Linked DNA regions of Ovis aries: region 2 is linked to region 1. A link is a contact called in public Hi-C data. All regions are on one chromosome and are shown on one strand. Each heading gives the region's core, a stretch centred on a gene start, on an enhancer-like site or on the middle of the called end of the contact. The rest is flanking DNA. Distances are from core to core; before and after follow the strand shown. Region 1 has its middle 98 kb from the start of TRNAS-GGA. Region 2 holds the start of SOX2 (SRY-box transcription factor 2).

Region 1 (5,381 bases), core at 772-3,271:
ACAATATACAGGTCAAAGTTCACCCTGTTCTTACTTGGCATGATGAATTTTCTTCATGGTGCTGATTGTATCGAAGGTAAGTAGGAAACTTCAGCTGTATCTCTTGGCTCCGCCTCTCGGCTCCACTCAGTAAGTTAAAATGACCTCTTTGATTTAAAAATATCCTTAAAGGATTTTAGATCTGGAAACTTAACTGATGAAGGCAAGTTAGGAAAGGTAATATCATGTCCTTGGAGCCAGAAGAAATGCTGTACTTGCTTCTTTTTGCCATTTGAAAGTATTAAGACTTTTTATGAAAAACCTTACTTTTTTCTTCTTTGTTATTTTCATTAGCTTTCGTAAGTGAGTTAGGGCATTCTGAGTATGCAACAACTGATTATGTTTTCCTTATTCTGTAAGAAGAGCACAGAGGGGAGAAGGGGACCAGAGAGCTTCTGACAGACTACTAATCTTGGGATTTTGGAAGTTAGACTCTCACCTCTGGCAGAATTCCCCAGTCTATTTTTATGTCCTAGAATGTTTTTTCCTCCCCTTTGAAAGTAATTTTTCACATGCAATTTCTATATGTATTTTGTTAGATTTATCACCAAGTTTTTTGATGTTCTTATTCTTGCCAGTATTGTAAATGGTATTGTTTCATAATTTCATGTCCAAGTTGTTCATGGCAGTATGTAGGAAAGCAATGACTTTTCTGTATTGATCTTATTTCCTGCACCGTTGCTAATCACCTATTGTTTCAGATTTTTTTGTAGATTCTTAAGAGTTCTCAATGTTAATAATCATGACATCTGCAGATAAAGACGGTTGTATTTCTCCCTTTCTAATTACTGTATCTTTTATTTATTTTTCTTGTGTTATTGCTTTACCTAAGACTTTGAAAAGGAGTGATGAGAGAGGATGTCTTCATGTTATTATGATCTTAGGGGAGAGGTATCCTGTCTCTCACCATTAACAATAACGCTAGCTCTGTTTTCTTGTGTGTGTATGCCCTTTTCTGGATTATGGAAGTTCTCTTATAGTTCTCATTTTTTGAGGTATACAGAATGTAAATGATTTAATTTACTTTATTGAGAAATTTGATCTTTTGGTCATTCTTTTCAGAGTGGGGGTGGTTTAAGAGTGGTAGAGGCAAAGAAGAACATTCCACACTCGATCCCATGATGACTAGTCCCTGAGTCATCTCTCTGCTGTTTTCATCCTCCACCCTTGTCATAAAAACAGGGATCTGTAGCAGCTGCATTTGGGAAAGACGCAGCATGAGATGCAGTGATAAACTTGCTTTTATTTTTTTTGAACTTGCTTTTAAATCTAAAGAACTTATCTGTGTGAACTTAGATGAATCATAAAACTTTATTTCTAAAGTCAGGGCCATGATTACTTTTTAGGGCTGTGAAGACAGGTTGAATGATGTAAACTTGAAAGTATAGATTTAAGTTTTCTTTTTAGACTATAAATTGTTCTAGGGCAGGATACATATAAATTCATTTTTGTATCCCCTAAGTAGTCTGGGGGCACAGTATATACTTACTATGTATCTAATTACTGTGTTATTGCATGCATTTTTCTCTTCAAGATCTCTTTGCTTGCTCTTGGGATGTGTGTGTGCGGTGCTCACTAGGGGGCATTACTGTATGGGCTATCACAGTCAGACTCTATCACCTTGGAATAAGCCACCCAAACTCCTTAACAAATAACTGAACTGTTTGGATGACAATATGAGAGGTCCCAGGTAGAGCATGCTACAAAATGCTGACTCATGGAAAATGCTCATTAAATGCTAGCTGTTATTTTTATTTGGGTAATACCTTCATTAGGCAGTCAGAGAACTAGAGAAGGGAAGCTATGGGGGTTTTGGTTTATTTGTTTGTGGTTTTTTGGTGTCTCCAAGAGGGAGTTTTTTTTGTTTGCTCATAGGTGATAACAGAGGGCCAAAGTAAGGGGAAAATGCGGCCCAAAGCATAGAGCTGGCCCAAATTTCCATTTGTGCCGATTCATTGGTTTTCTTCTTTCCCTGTCCACTAGGTGACACTGTTTACTCATGTATCCTACTCAAGGCCTTTCCACAAACCTTAATTCGAAAGTGCGTGTGTTCTCAGGCGCTCACTTGAGTCCAACTCTGCGAACTCAGATTCAAAAGTAGTGTATTTATTTGGGGTAGTGTGGTGGTGGTGATGGAGATGGGTGCCTGGAAGGAGTGTATTGGTAAAGAAAATATAAATGAACTGCCTCAAAGACCAATCTTTGAGGTACAATTAAGAGACAATTGTCATCTACAGTTTTGTGACTTTGCGGGATAAATTCCAAACTATTTTTTAAACTGTTTTTAAGTGCATTATGCAGCTAGTTTCTATTACTATTCCAAGAAATGAAGGAAGGCGGGACCTGCTTCCCCTCCCAGGCCTTCACCAAACCAAAGGATAAAAGAAAAATGTGGCTCTGAATGTCGAGTAGGTGCTCTTAAAGGTCCGTTTCCCTATCTTCAATGATAGTTAATGAGGGCACAGACCACTAATAAGCAGTTTAAACAGTTTCTAGGCTAAGCTTCAGCTGGACCTTCAAATCTCATAAAAATTAATCACTGCAGAGAAGAGACCAAATGCACTGTGTTCATTTGGATATGGAGTTTGCAGACGCCTTCCTGATCTTCCAGGTTAATTTTGATCCCATTTCTGCATTGCTGTATTGCCAGATACTCAGCATAAGCTGTCATTTTTCTGAATACCACTCAGGTGAAAGTTGTGATGGTTCCAAAATGGCACATGTAACTTTTGGATAGAAACAAAATTCAAAATGATTTTCTTCCCTTGCATTTCCAGGCTATTAGCCAGGGGAAGTATGTCAACCATATGAAACCAAAGGGTCAAGACATCAAAGATTACAGCCATTTCCTTGGAGTTTGGGGTCTTTTAAAATTTATCATCACCTCTTCATTGGCCATTACAACTTGAAAATTAACTCATTTATACTGCTTGTTTAGGGCTTAGATTATTTTTGTCTTCAAAAGCGACCAAAACTCTCTAACAAATACTTCCCAGTTCACAATTTTCCTAAAGCTTTGCTGGCCTCCTTTGCTAATGAGCTTCAATTTGCTTTTCTGTGTGTCTACCAGAATGTACTACCTTGAGTTGGTGTGTAATAAACAACTAAATATAGTCACAGTTTTGGCAGTTAACTTTTGGAGGACTGTCACAAAGCCCCCTAAAACAGGAATCAGGCAGATTTAAAACGAACAGGCAAACTCTTCTGTGCTTGGTAGGAGAGGATTTTTATATGTTGTGAACAGTAGTTACCACAATGTTTTCCTCATATTTAAACCCACTTTATTTAACTAACAGTAATAACTTTAATGATTGTTAGCAAAGCACTGTTAAATGCTCAGCACCCCTCTCTGAAATGGGGCTTCTTCCAGAAAATTCTTTATGTGGAACCAACACTGTGTAATCAGCAGTTGCGTGAAGAGGTTTGGGCAGCAGAGCAGATAACAGCAGCCTCTGCTAGCTACGCAGAACTGCCGCGTCTGAAACATGCTTTTTGTTCCTTGATTCTGTGTAGAGCCCCCATGACATCTGGGGTTTGCTTATTCACATCTCCAGTTTGCATGGTCTTCCAAGGAAGAAGGGAGAGAGCAGAGGAGGGAAAAGGGAGAGAGGTGGGGGACAGAGGGAAATGCAGGGCTAGCTTCAGAATATTTGAATTCTAACTGTTGGGGCATCCTCCTGAGTAGAGAATACTAATTATGCCAAGTGTGTCAAATCATGTCCTTTTTTTTGGGGGGGGGCGTAAATCAAACAAGTGTTCCCAGGAGATAGGTGGAGGCCACCAAGCCTGTTTTATTTATGGTGCAATCAGAACGGAAAGGCAGGACTAGAGAGGGGACAGACTTCGTGAATTTATTTAATTTTATGACATGTGCTTTGCACCTTCAAAGCTACCTTGACATAAAGGCTGCAAGCTATAGTACAATGCTTTCATCTGAATAGTTAATATGCTATTAGGGATGGCTATAGTACTTACTAGGGACATTTACAGTAAATAAATTGTTTTGAGGGATGTGGGTTGCAGTTTTTTTTTTATTTTTTCAGGAAAAATGAGAAATAGATCACGTCTCACGGATGGTGATGCTCTCATCAAAAAGGCCTATAGATCTTTTACCAAACTCTAGGTAGGTATTTGTGAACTATCTATTGGTGAAAACAGTGCTGCTTCCAAGAGGAAGATTTGATATTCCGGTGTTACACAAGAGAACCATAGGCCCTAAATGATCCCGTTTTAGCTTTTAGAAGAAAGGAGCAAAGTTTATCTTTTGGTTGTGAGATTGATCTTATTAAATAAAGCGCCATTGTTCTTCAAATCTTCAGCGGTTTGCTGTTGTTTACTAACTAGTGCCTAAACTAGTGGGGACAAAAGCCTTCCCAACCTAGCAGTGCCTTTTCTAGTCTTTGTGCTTGCACGCCTCTATGTCTCATCCACCGAACAGAAGGCACTCTGGATTTGGCTCCCAGTCTTTGCGCCTGTCACTCTTCCTGGGGTGTTCTCAGGGACTCTCCTCATTAAACCCCATCTCTTTTCATTAGAGTTCTGCTTATCACAAAGATTTAAATACTAGCTTTTCAACACATCCTCCCTGAGTCTTCTCTGCCTGCAACCAGAAGTGATTTTTCATTTGGGGACCGTTGTACCTCTTTTATGTCACTTGGGTCCTGCTTTGGTTGGTAGGTACTTGTGTGCATAGCATCCTTCCCACAAGACTACAAGCTCCTGGGCACTGGGTATTAAACTGCTTCTGCCTCAGGGACTAACATAGCATCATGCGCAGAATAAGTGGGCATAGATCTTTTGAGTAAGTAAATAATATAGAGCATACACACAGTCTTGCTGGACTGACTTCAGTAGCTGTGTCTCAGGGCCAACATTATAAAATGATATTTTCAGAAGATAAGGTGATCAGGAGTACATTTCTTTACATAGATTTTGCTCCACTGATATTTTTCAAAGTTACTTTCTTTCAAATGTGTTTGACACGTGGTGGTTGCTCAGTCAACCAGCTCATAGCGGCTTGAACACAGGATCACAGCAAATGAGGTCCTATAATAAGACAAACAGAAGTTTTCATCAGACTTTTTTGAATTTATGAACTGGAGAACAAATTTTCCACATTTACACAGAAACTAGAAAGCTTCAAAGGCAGAATGAATCATTTCCATTCTTGATGCATGTGAATTTATGAACTGTTGACAGTAAAGGATGAGCAACATTTTAAAATGTGATATGAACTAAGAGTTATTCTGTACTTATTGTATGCCAGGCACTTTGCTCATCAGCTTACATGTATTACTTCATTTGGTCTCCCAACAATTATTATTTCCCTTTATAAAAGTGAA
Region 2 (5,381 bases), core at 1,365-3,864, 920 kb after region 1:
CTCAGACAATAGCAGGGCCAGAGTAATCTAAACACCCACCCAGCAGATGAGCACTTTGCTTGTCTAGTTTGCAATTATTCCTATACAAGAAGCATCATTTCCCCCTATAACCACGTTTCCAAAGGGCCATTGTGCTGTGAAGAAAACGAAAACAAAACCAGCCAACCTGGTTCTGATTTGGCTCAATACCCCATCTGCTAAGCTACATGAAATTTTTCAGAATTGACTCCTTTCTGGCAACAAGTGGCATAAATCAGTTTAAGTCCCCATCATGCTTATTCATGCTGCTTAGAAAAGGAGGGGGTGGGTTTACAATATATGTCCCTAGTTTCTGTTTTGGAAATGACATAAGCATTTCCATTTTTTCGAGAGTACTTATTCAATTAATCATCCAGCCATTTATTTGTTGCTGTTAACATTAGCACATGCTACTGGACTAGAATACCAAGGTTTTAGGTACTCTGCCGTTCTTGGCTGAGCACAGTATATTCCCCGAGGAGCTGGGTTATAATCACAATGTTATCCAAATAAATGAAAGACTCAAGCATAATTTCAGTGTCCATATTTCAAAAATTTATTTATCTCAAACTGTGCATAATGGAGTAAAAACTTAAGTTGAAAATGTACCTGTTATAAGGATGGTATTAGTTCAAATATATACATGGATTCTCGGCAGACTGATTCAATAATACAGAGCCGAATCTTTAAAATACAACTACGGAAACTAAAAGTGGGAAAACCTTAAAATATCACAATAAATTTACAGAAATATTACAAACCATAAGAAAATATTTCAAACACAGTAATTTCATGTTGGTTTTTTATCTGAACAAAATGGAAAGTTGGGAAACAAAAAAAGCTATTATAAATTACCAACGATGTCAACCTGCATGGCCATTTTTGCTTATAACAGTTAAGTTAAAAAAATTTAGTACAATCTAAAACTTTTGCCCCTTTAGAGACCACGGAGATGGTTTTGCCAGTACTTATTCTAATTTTTTTCCTTTTGTACAATTTTTAAACAATTAAAATGCCCAATCTGATTAATTTTCTTCTTTGCACGTTTGCAACTGTCCTAAATTTCAGCTGCAGAATCAAAATTCAGCAAGAAGCCTCTCCTTGAAAAATATTGGCAAATTCTCAGCTTATAAACAATGGACATTTTGATTGCCATGTTTATCTCGATAAATACTGTACAAAAGTTGCTTGCAAATATTAAAACATTTTTTTTCGTCGCTTGGAGACTAGCTCTAAATATTATTGGTAAAGACTTTTGCAAACTTTCTGCAAAGCTCCTACCGTATCACTAGAACTTTTAAAAAGTTTTGCGTAGTTTTCTTTCCTCCAGATCTATACAAGGTCCATTCCCTCGCCCTCCCCACCTGCCCACCCCAGGTTTTCTCTGTACAAAAATAGTCCCCCCAAAAGAAGTCCAGGATCTCTCATAAAAGTTTTCTTGCCGGCATCGCGGTTTTTGCGTGAGTGTAGATGGGACTGGCGTTTTCTTTTGCAGCTGTCATTTGCTGTGGATGATTTTTTTCTTTTTTTTTGAGCGTACCGGGTTTTTCTCCATGCTGTTTCTTGCTGTCCTCCATTTCCCTCTTTTTCTTTGAAAATGTCTCCCCCGCCCCTTCCAGTTCACCGTCCGGCCCTCACATGTGCGAGAGGGGCAGTGTGCCGTTAATGGCCGTGCCGGGCACCGGGCCGCTCTGGTAGTGCTGGGACATGTGAAGTCTGCTGGGGGCGGCGGGCTCCGGCACCTCGGCGCCGGGGAGGTACATGCTGATCATGTCCCGGAGGTCCCCGGCTTGGCAGGGCGCCCTGGAGTGGGAAGAAGAGGTAACCACAGGGGGGCTGGAGCTGGCCTCGGACTTCACCACCGAGCCCATGGAGCCAAGCGCCATGCCAGGGGTGCCCTGCTGAGAATAGGACATGCTGTAGGTGGGCGAGCCGTTCATGTAGGTCTGCGAGCTGGTCATAGAGTTGTACTGCAGGGCGCTCACGTCGTAGCGGTGCATGGGCTGCATCTGAGCGGCGCCGTGCGCGTTGAGGCCCGGGTGCTGCGGGTAGCCCAGCTGGTCCTGCATCATGCTGTAGCTGCCGTTGCTCCAGCCGTTCATGTGCGCGTAGCTGTCCATGCGCTGGTTCACGCCCGCGCCGAGGCCGGCGCCCACCCCGACCCCGCTCGCCATGCTGTTGCCGCCCGGGGCGAGCAGCCCTCCCGGCAGTGTGTACTTATCCTTCTTCATGAGCGTCTTGGTTTTCCGCCGGGGCCGGTATTTATAATCCGGGTGCTCCTTCATGTGCAGCGCTCGCAGCCGCTTGGCCTCGTCGATGAACGGCCGCTTCTCTGTCTCGGACAAAAGTTTCCACTCGGCGCCCAAGCGCTTGCTGATCTCCGAGTTGTGCATCTTAGGATTCTCTTGGGCCATCTTGCGCCGCTGCCCGCGGGACCACACCATGAAGGCGTTCATGGGCCGCTTGACTCGGTCCGGGCTGTTCTTCTGGTTGCCGCCCGCCGCCGCCGCGGTGGAGTTGCCGCCGCCGCCGCCGCCGCCCCCCGAAGTTTGCTGCGGGCCCGGCGGCTTCAGCTCCGTCTCCATCATGTTGTACATGCGGGCGCTGTGCGCGGGCCCGGCCCGCCGGCGGCCGCCGACCCTCGGCCCGGCCGGGACTTTGGGGGGCCCGCGGGCGGGGGGGAGAGGAGGAGGGGAGGCGGGCGGGGGTGCCGGGAGCGCAGGGCTCCGCGAGGAAAATCAGGCGAAGAATAATTTGGGGGAAGAAAAGAAAGAGAGAGGCAAACTGGAATCAGGATCAAAAAGCGCTTCCCTCCTCTTCTGGCCGATCCAGCCGCCGCCGATGATTGTTATTATTATTTTTTGGAAAGGCTTAAGCCTGGGGCTCAAACTTCTCTCCCTTTCTTTCTCTCTCTTCTTCTTTCTCTCAGTCCTAGTCTTAAAGAGGCAGCAAACTACTTTCCCCCTTTTGCAAACACTCTCTTCTCTGCCTTGACAACTCCTGATACTTTTTTGAACAAGTTAATAGACAACCATCCATGTGACGGGGGCTGTCAGGGAATAAATGGGTTTCCAGCGACCAATCAGCGCGCGGCGGCTCCTCCACTCGAGCCCAGCCTTGCCGGCGGGTTTTGCATGAAAGGGGGCGGGGCCTGCCGCGCCGCCGGCCGCGCGGGGGAGGCGGGGGGAAGGCGCGGGGGGGAGGGAGGGGGAGGCGGCTCCCACAGCCTGCCTGCCAGCCACTGAGAAACCTTTGTATCCCCTCTCGCAGCAACAGGTCACACCACACGCCTTTTCGGAGGAAGTGGGTAAACAGCCCTAAGACTACGATATTTTCTTCTTCAAACTTAATCTTGAATTTACTCTTTGGTGCGGGCTGCTGAAATGAGGAGGAGGGCGCGAGAAGCTGAGGTGGGGGTGGGGGCAAGGCAGAGAAGGTGGCTCAGTGAGACTGTCCCAGTAATATTTCGGGAAATCAGCCGTGCTGGAGTTGGTGTGTCATTGTTCTCCCGCTCCTCCGCACACTTCCCCCAACTCCAGCCGCTCCAGCGCTTCTCCCTAAGCTGGCTTCTCCGCTCGCCCTGCTCGCTCCACGGGCACCGACACTCGCTCGCCCCCTTCTCACACTGTCCCGACAAGAAGTTCTGTCCTCAAAATCTTCTTGCTTCCACGTAATGTGCTCTCTCTCTCTTTTTTTAAAATAAAGCCTGCTCCGACTGTGCGGCTGCCTCCAGAGCTGAGGTCAGACCAGGCCTGTGTGAGCAGCCGAATCCACCCTCTTCCCGGCCCAGCTCAGCCCGCGGGGCAGGAAACCACAGGCTGGTCCTCACCCTAGCCACAGCTCCCACCCATCTTCCTCCACTCAGTCCGTGCAAAAGGGGACGCTCGTCCTCTCTCCCCATTCTCCTGAGCTCCCCGCCCCCACCCCTCCCCTGCCCCAAAGAGGGATCTCAGTGGAGCCGGGTTCCAAAGGGGGGCTGGGGGGAAGAAAAAGATCAACAGAAGGGCCCTGAGAAGTGCAGCCTATGGGGGAGGGTAGTCTCAACTTCCTGGCATCCCCCGGCACTGCTTGGAGGTGGCTTTTGAACCGCACTCACAAATTCCCTCCCACGCAGAGTTCCCAGGACTCCCGCAGAACAAGCCCTGGCATTTCCCCCACTGACTTCTACCGCGGTGGCCGCATCGCCCCGGCAGCCTAGGTCTGGGCTGCCCTCGAAGGGGGTTCTGGGCCTGGGAGGCGGGGGTGGTGCTGTCCAGGCACAGGTGCAGGCCAGGCAAGGCAAGAGGAAGGCGACCTGGTCTGGAGAAGGGAGCGAACCCGGCCAGGCCCGGGCTGGAGGAGGATGGGATTGGGGGCGGGAGTAGGGGCTCAGGAATCCTGCCCTCCCAGGACCCAAGAGGGTAATTTTAGCCGCTCTCCCATTGTCCCGACGTAAAGATTTCAATAGGTAGGCGCTCAATGCGCAGAGCAATGGCAGCACGTCCGTTACAAATAGGTAGTTTTGTTTCTCTTGTTGTCGCTACACGGAGTCAAACAAAGCCCCGTCTAAGTTTCCTTCCACTCTCTTGTTGGGATCTTTGTGGCTAAAATGCACTTGACTACAAAGCGGGGGGGCGGGGGGGGGGCGGCGGGAGGAGATGAAAAAAAAAACAACAAAAAAACCTGATGCCATTTCTTTTTTATAAAGGGCTTAAACCATCAGGGTTACTTATTTTCTTTCTTCTTATAACACTCTCTCCGCCTCCCTCCTCCCCTGATCTACCCTTACTCACCCAAAGAAAATGTACTGAATAGTATCTGTCGGCCACGTTCCATTTATTATCTTTACAAAACTGTGCATTGTTTTGTTCCTTACTAACCTTCTTCCCATAACCTACCCCCCACCCCCACCCCCCGCTCCAGCTTCCCGATCCCTGCCTTCCCAGGCTTTTCTGTTCTAGTCAAACTCAAGTCTGCTCACTGGAAACCCAGAAAAGTTGTGGAAAAGTTGCAGACTTTTCTTAGTAAATTATTATTCCAATCAGCCTCTCCTACCCTTGCAGTTTATCTTATTAGCACTTAAGTTATGATTAGTTTTAGTTATCAGGAATCCGGGAAGGATGATGCTAGTTCGAAAACATACACACTAACTCTTCAAAACAAAGAAGAACCTTCTGTTTTAAAGTCTTTAAAGATTTTCTGTTTATTCGAGGTGTAATATTAAGCTAAACAGAGACCTGGAATTAGGAAAGAGAAAAGGTTGAGAGGATCTGGGTAACAGAAGGCGGCCACCGGCTTTTCAGCGCGTCTGGTTTCAGGGATGTGGCTGCTGCGCCCCCTACTGGTGGATTCGCTTTTCCAAGACTATTGCTTTTACCTTTAAA

The links. Hi-C and Micro-C count contacts between places; a contact is called where the count stands out from the background.
Region 2: a contact with region 1 is called in a Hi-C map of hypothalamus, with 10 times the contacts expected there. The contact joins the promoter of SOX2 here to the enhancer-like site in region 1. A contact is called at or near these places in 9 of 16 Hi-C or Micro-C datasets (hypothalamus, liver, mixed tissues and 4 more).

Annotation. Positions count from the first base shown.
Region 1 is chr1:205,204,145-205,209,525 of ARS-UI_Ramb_v3.0, forward strand. No RefSeq gene overlaps it. Among named protein-coding and RNA genes, the nearest start is that of TRNAS-GGA, 98 kb to the left of the region's middle. Within about 2 kb of position 2,022, at least 6 of the 54 cell types and tissues checked have an H3K27ac peak or open chromatin away from gene starts, as enhancers often do. A contact at or near this core is called in hypothalamus, where this site is marked.
Region 2 is chr1:206,121,339-206,126,719 of ARS-UI_Ramb_v3.0, forward strand. It overlaps SOX2 (SRY-box transcription factor 2), which reads right to left and starts at 2,615. Exons shown (of 1, transcript NM_001318074.1): 1 at 1,580-2,615. The coding sequence starts at 2,615. The coding sequence ends at 1,653. The region is part of intron 1 of LOC105603076 (a long non-coding RNA gene); the gene reads right to left.